Linked DNA regions of Sus scrofa: region 2 is linked to region 1. Evidence: chromatin contacts called from public HiChIP or PLAC-seq data. All regions are on one chromosome and are shown on one strand. The core of a region is the stretch at or near the end of the contact, and the rest is flanking DNA. Distances in the headings are between cores, read along the strand shown.

Region 1 (2,910 bases), core at 190-2,689:
AAATTTAACAGGTCTGATCCTTCATAGTCCTCAGCACTGCCAACTCCACAGAGAAGCTCTGAGTTCTGCAAGGGCCCTGTGCTGCCATCTACCGGTAGCTGGCAAGCATCGACTCCCCATTGCTATCTCCAGAACCCAAAGGGTTGCGGGAAGTTGGAGAGTAGAATCAAACGCTAATTAAATTACAGAAGTGTAAATGTCACATAGTTTTTGTTTTGTTGTGTTTTGTTTTGCCTTTTTTTTAAAGGGCCGCACCCACGGCATATGGAAATTCCCAGACTACGGGTCAAATCAGAGCTGCCGCAGCTGCCAGCCTACACCACAGCCCACAGCAACACCAGATCCTTAACCCATAGGATTGAACAAAGCCAGGGACTGAACCTGCATCCTCATGGATACTAGTCGGGTTAGTTACCGCTGAGCCACAACAGAACTCCTGTCACATAGTTGATTTGACACGTGCAAAGCAAAGGCTCTACTTTTCTTCAGTGATTGCAGGCTCCCCTTACTCTGTAGTAACACTTAGGCTCATGAATTTCACAGACGACTCTCTGACCTATCTCTACAGGTACACATCTGACTCTTACTTCTTGTCTCCCAGAATTCAGACTCTCTTGAACAGAGTAGGCTGCAGAAATTATTCATCCTCACAGAGTTGAGACCCCGTCAACCAGATTTGCGCATTTTTACAGAACCCTGAGACCCCTTGTGCTACTTTGCAAGTCCCACAGACCTCCCCCATTAAGGCAAATACACGCGCTAACGCAGACGGCTTCACTAAGAGGCTCAAGTTCCGCAGGCTGCTCACACCAGCGCAAAAGCTTGAGAGGGCCTCATTCAGGCTCGGCGCCTTCAGGCTAACGCTTTGACCCTGGCTCTGGCTCCCCACCTCCAGCCTAATCCGGTCAGCCTAGGCCTCACACAGAGGGCACATGCCCCGCCCATCTAAACCTGTCATCACAGAAGCCGCACGTGGCCGGGGTGGGACCTCAGGCGACCTGCAGCCATCACTTTGTCTCCTCCACCATCCATTGGGACCACCACCACCAATCAGAGCCAGCGGTTCCCGGCTGGAGAGCGGGCGCCGGGGTGAGGCTAGTGGGAGAAGGGGCGGGGGGAGAAGAGGCTCAGAGATCTGAGGGGGCTAGCGTTGGAAAGGAGCTTGGCACCGGTTCTGCCAGGCTGGAATCCGAGTGGGCGGGTCCTAGTGACAAGCAAGGAGACCAAAAAGGGGCGGGGATTGGAGGGGACGACGGGCAAGCAGTGTTCAATGGGGAGACGCCGAGAAGACGAGAAGGGGCGGGGCCTTAGAGGGGGCGGGACCTGTATTACAGGGGAGGAGCCCCAGGAATTACAGAAACTAGGAAAAAGGACAAGCGGGGTGGGGGGGGAAGGTGGGAGGTGGGACAGGGGGAGGGTGGGTCTTGTCGTTGCGGGGGCGGGGCTCGCACCAAAGGGGCGAGGTTTGCCGGAGGAGGCTGCAGCTGGGGCAGCTGTGTAACTGCCCCAATCCACTACCTCCCCAGGTGCAGCGGGACTCACGGAACTGCAGGTGTGGGGTGGGGTGCGTGTGGAAGAAGGGACAAGGACCGGGGTGCGCTTGGGCAGACATGAGGAGGTGGGGATCGCTTTAGGGAAGGAGAGAATTGGGAGAAATGCTGGGGTAGGGTGGAGTAAAGCAGAGTTAGGGGAGGAGCTGGGGCTCACTGTGTGGGCTAGGAGGTGCATTCTCCGGTAGCCCTTGTGGGGGAGGGGCGGGAGTGCTTTGTGAGGGTGGGAAGTACTAGGTAGGGGGTGAAGTCTTTATCTTGAAGTGGAGGGTTGGAGAAGATACTTGAGGAGGAGGGACTCTGAAGGAGCTTAGGGGGAAAGGGAAGAGGGGGTGTTGTGTGATGGAGAAGGGCTGGTGGTCCAGAGTGTGGGAGGGACAGATGGCCTGTGTGGAGGAAGAAGGGATGGGGCTGTGGGCACTCTGCGAAGGGAAGGGGTTGCAGGCCCCAGCTGGGGAGGGAAGAACCCCTAGTGCTTTGAGAAAGTGTGGGGGCATTATAGAGATTCCAGGAAGATGTTTGTGTCCTGTGTTTTAGGAATGAGGGTGATGAAATTGCTGGGGTGAAGAAGCCCGTCTGCAGTGCTCCTGGCTCCTCAACTCCTAACTCCACCTTCAGGCCTGAGCACTCTTAGAGAGGATCTAGGCCCCACTTGCCACTAGGGCTTGTGCGACCTTCTCAGGCAGCTCTGGATCTGTCTGGCTGAGTCTGGGTTTTTTGGTTTCTTTTTTTCCCCCTTCGTTGGTGTCTCTGGGGACCCTTCCCCCATTCTGTTCCTGTTAACCCCCCACTCTAGTTCCTGTTCCTTCTAGAAGCTTGCCTTGGTCCCTGTCTTCCCCCACCTCCCCCACTTTGCTCTGCCCTTATGTTCTGGGTGTGCTCATTTCCCACTTCCTTCCTCGCCCTGGGGCCTGGCCCGGTCCTTGCATGTCTAGGAGCTGTGCCTGCCCCAGACTTTGTACTCAGTGGCCAGAGACCTAATAATTAGCAGCAAGGCCCAGACCCCACCCTCACTACTACCAAGGTCTTTCCCAGCAGGCCCCCAAGTGAATGGTAGACACATTTTTACCACTTGCCACAAATGAAATTTCCCCACACTTTTCCTTCTCCTGGGTAGGTAACATTGCGACCGTCAAAAATTCTGGGTGTCTGTAGGAGGGGAAAATAATAAGTACTAAGGGTCTTTGATGCATGTTTGGAGAGGTGGGTCACTATTGTCATTTGAACTTGAGAAGGGATGTGAGGTTGCAGCCTCTGCTGGGGGAGGAAGAAGGAATGGCTCCCCATACTCCTGACCTGGAAGCTGACTGTCAAAACTGAGACTAGGGCCTAGTCCACTTGGGGGCTCCTCTGGTTCCCT
Region 2 (2,910 bases), core at 222-2,721, 560 kb before region 1:
GGCTCTCAGGCTGGACATCTGGTTGACTGGAGTCAGGGGGAGGCAGGGCTACTCGACTCTCACTGGCATGAAACTGGCAGTGGATTTGAGCACTGGCCCAAGCCAGAGCCTCACTATGGGAGGAGGAAAAGGGGACATCAGAGGGGAGTTCCTGACCTCGCAAAGGCTCTCCCAAACTCCCTACCACACTGAGAAGGTCAACACAGGGAGATGGATGGCCTCCATTCCAGAGAATCCAGAACCCCAGAGAGAAACCATTAAATCCGGAAAAATATATTGGGAGTAAAAAGGAGAATGGGGGATGAGAGAAGAAAGGAGAGTAGAGGGTTATGTCACCCACACCTGTTAAATAGCCCTTTCCTGCAATGAGAGCACAATGAGCAACAAAGTGATGATGTAGCTATAGGCAGCTCAGCACTATAGATACCAGGCTTCCTCCCAGAAGGACCACCGTCTTCAGTATCAGCATCCCCACCTGGATGCAGACGTGGCCGTAGGCGGCAGGGGGTTGGTGACAGTCACCACACACTCCAGCGCTTCCCCCGCCAGAAACACAGGACCTCTGCTCAACTCTGCTACTACTTCAATCATGGCAGCTCCGGAATCGGATCTGGAAGGAAACAAGGGGTGTCAGAGGTCAGTACCACGGCAGGGAGGGGTGTCTCAGGCGAGCCCGGGGGTGAAGACCGAGGAAACGGGGCGTTCAGCACCACGGTGTCAGAGGTAAGCGCCCAGATTTGGGATGCGGGAAGGCGGAAGGGAGGTCCGGTGGCAGGTGTCTCGGCACTGCGGAGGGGGAGGGCGTCGCTCGGGGTCCCGGGCCCCCGCCCCTCTCAGCGCCCGGTCAGTCCCCCTACCCCGACAGAACCCCCAGGCCGCCTCCGCCCCTTTCCCTCGAGGTTCCAGGCCTCAGTCCAGGGCAAGGGCCGCCCGTCACCTCGCGCCCCTGGCCCGAACACCTTGCACGGTCGAAACCGGGGGCTTGGTGCACCGAGGCCCTCCGCCGCCCACCTCTCCTGGACCCGGCCAAGTGCTTGGCTGCGGCCGCAGCAGAGGCGGGACTTCCCTCGGTCCTCCTTCCCCCTCCCAGCCCCTTCCGACCGGAAGTGCCGGGCCGGCTGGGCCGGAAGGGGCTCGAGTGGTCCAGCCGCCGTGGGTCACCTTCCCACGGGCTGGCGCCCCGGCGCTGGCGCTGCCCGACACCGGCCGGCGGGACCCGGCGCCCACCCCTGGGGGGCCTGGTGCTGCAGCCCCGGGACGGGACCGAGGCTGCCGCGAGCTCCCAGGCGGGTCCCGGGGGCGGTGCCTGGCGGGCCGGTCCCCGGGACTCCTCCCCTCTCCGCGGGCAAAGTCGCCCTTTGGCCGGGCCAGCTAATCACCACGGCCCAATGACGTCGAGGCCCGATCCTTCCCGCCCAGGGCCCAGAGAGACGACCGAGGACGAGACCCTGGCGGCTTTATTGCTGTCGCCGCCGCCGCCGCTGCAGCCACAGCTCCCCGGCTCCACGGAGACACCAGCTCACCTCAGCTTTCCCCAGCGGGCAGCCCTCGGAGACGGCACCTAACAGCAGTCCGCGCCCGCGTCTGGGCTTGGCTGGCCAGATACTTTGTACCAGAAAGCTCGGGACCCGAGACTACCGAGGTCGTGGGGATCCAGGATCCAGGAAACATGGGAACCAGAGTCCCAGCCTCGGAGCCGACCAGCTGTGCCACAGGGGATCCGCAGACTTATTACCCTGAAGATATTGGAGGCACTGAGACTGCGCAGGTTACGGACTGCCAGAACCCTGAGGACAATCAACCCCAAAATGAGCCGAGCCACAGCAATCCAGAGGACTCTGGGCAGCTGATGGTTTCCTATGAGGGTAAAGCGGAGGGCTACCAGGTGCCTCCCTTTGGCTGGCGCATCTGCCTGGCTCATGAGTTTGCAGAGAAGAGAAAACCCTTTAATGCCAACGACATCTCCCTGAGCAACCTGATAAAGCATTTTGGGATGGGCTTGAGGTGAGTAGATCCCATTGCCTAAAATAACTTGTGCCTGGCTTTGTTCTAGCAGAGGCAGGAAAGTAAGGGGGGTGCTTTGTTCTAGTCTGGTGGCCCCATCCCCAACATATTCTAAACCACTGGTTCCGGCTGGTGAGATTAGGTCACATTTCTTTGCAACCCTCTTCCTTCCAGGAACTCATCTTTTTAGCAAAAAAAAAACAGGAGCATGTGGACCTTTTGGTCAGTCTTACCCATTTAGGCTGTCTCACAGACTCCCTCTTTTCCAAAGACTGCCCTTTGGGATTATACTTTGTGGCAAGATAGGAAAGAATATTCTAGGGGATATGGTACTGATACATTGTTGTGTCATGGGGGGGGGGCGTTCTCAGCCCCACATTCCCCTGAGCAGCTGGAATATTTATTGACCCTCATTTCGGCACAGCATTTTACAGCCCCAACGCCCATCAGCTTCTTTCCTCATCAGTTTTGGCTCCAAGGAGTGTGTGAGAGGCTGCTTGCTCTCAGCCCTAAAGAGAGGGCAGGCGATAAGAGATGTTCTAGAATAGACAGCCCCTGATATAAAAAGCAAAGAAGACCTTTGGCCAGGGAGGCACTGCCTTAGGTGTCCCCAGAGCTTAGTAATGATCTTCCAGAGCATTTCCTTATCTCTCCCCCACAAGTGGTGCAGACACTCCAAGAGCTTACCCTGAACTGTAGAACTCCTCCAGATCCCTCGATTCCCACTGGATTCAAAAAACTAGTGATGGAGCCAAGACCTATTAACAGGAACAAGTGGCCGTAGGACAGAAAGCATCATCCTGAGTCAGTCTACAGAGTAAACACAGAGCTGGGGAGGGAGGCTTAAAGTTTGGGAAATCCAGCCCTGGCAGCCTCAACGTAGGGCATCCTTCTTTTCTGCAGTCA

What was found. HiChIP or PLAC-seq counts read pairs in DNA pulled down with a chosen protein or histone mark.
Region 2: an H3K27ac HiChIP or PLAC-seq map of alveolar macrophages shows a contact between it and region 1. The contact joins the promoter of GBA2 here to the promoter of FAM214B in region 1. A contact is called at or near these places in 1 of 5 promoter capture datasets (liver), 2 of 47 Hi-C or Micro-C datasets (mesenteric adipose tissue and skeletal muscle) and 2 of 2 datasets of contacts at active chromatin or transcription factors (alveolar macrophages and skeletal muscle).

The regions. Positions count from the first base shown.
Region 1 is chr1:235,905,671-235,908,580 of Sscrofa11.1, reverse strand. FAM214B (protein FAM214B) reads left to right here and starts at 1,439. Exons shown (of 9, transcript XM_013986310.2): 1 at 1,439-1,526.
Region 2 is chr1:236,466,448-236,469,357 of Sscrofa11.1, reverse strand. GBA2 (glucosylceramidase beta 2) reads left to right here and starts at 1,471. Exons shown (of 17, transcript NM_001258385.1): 1 at 1,471-2,004. The coding sequence starts at 1,670. It overlaps RGP1 (RAB6A-GEF complex partner protein 2), which reads right to left and starts at 1,062. Exons shown (of 9, transcript XM_003480545.4): 1 at 938-1,062; 2 at 476-610; 3 at 1-113. The coding sequence starts at 591.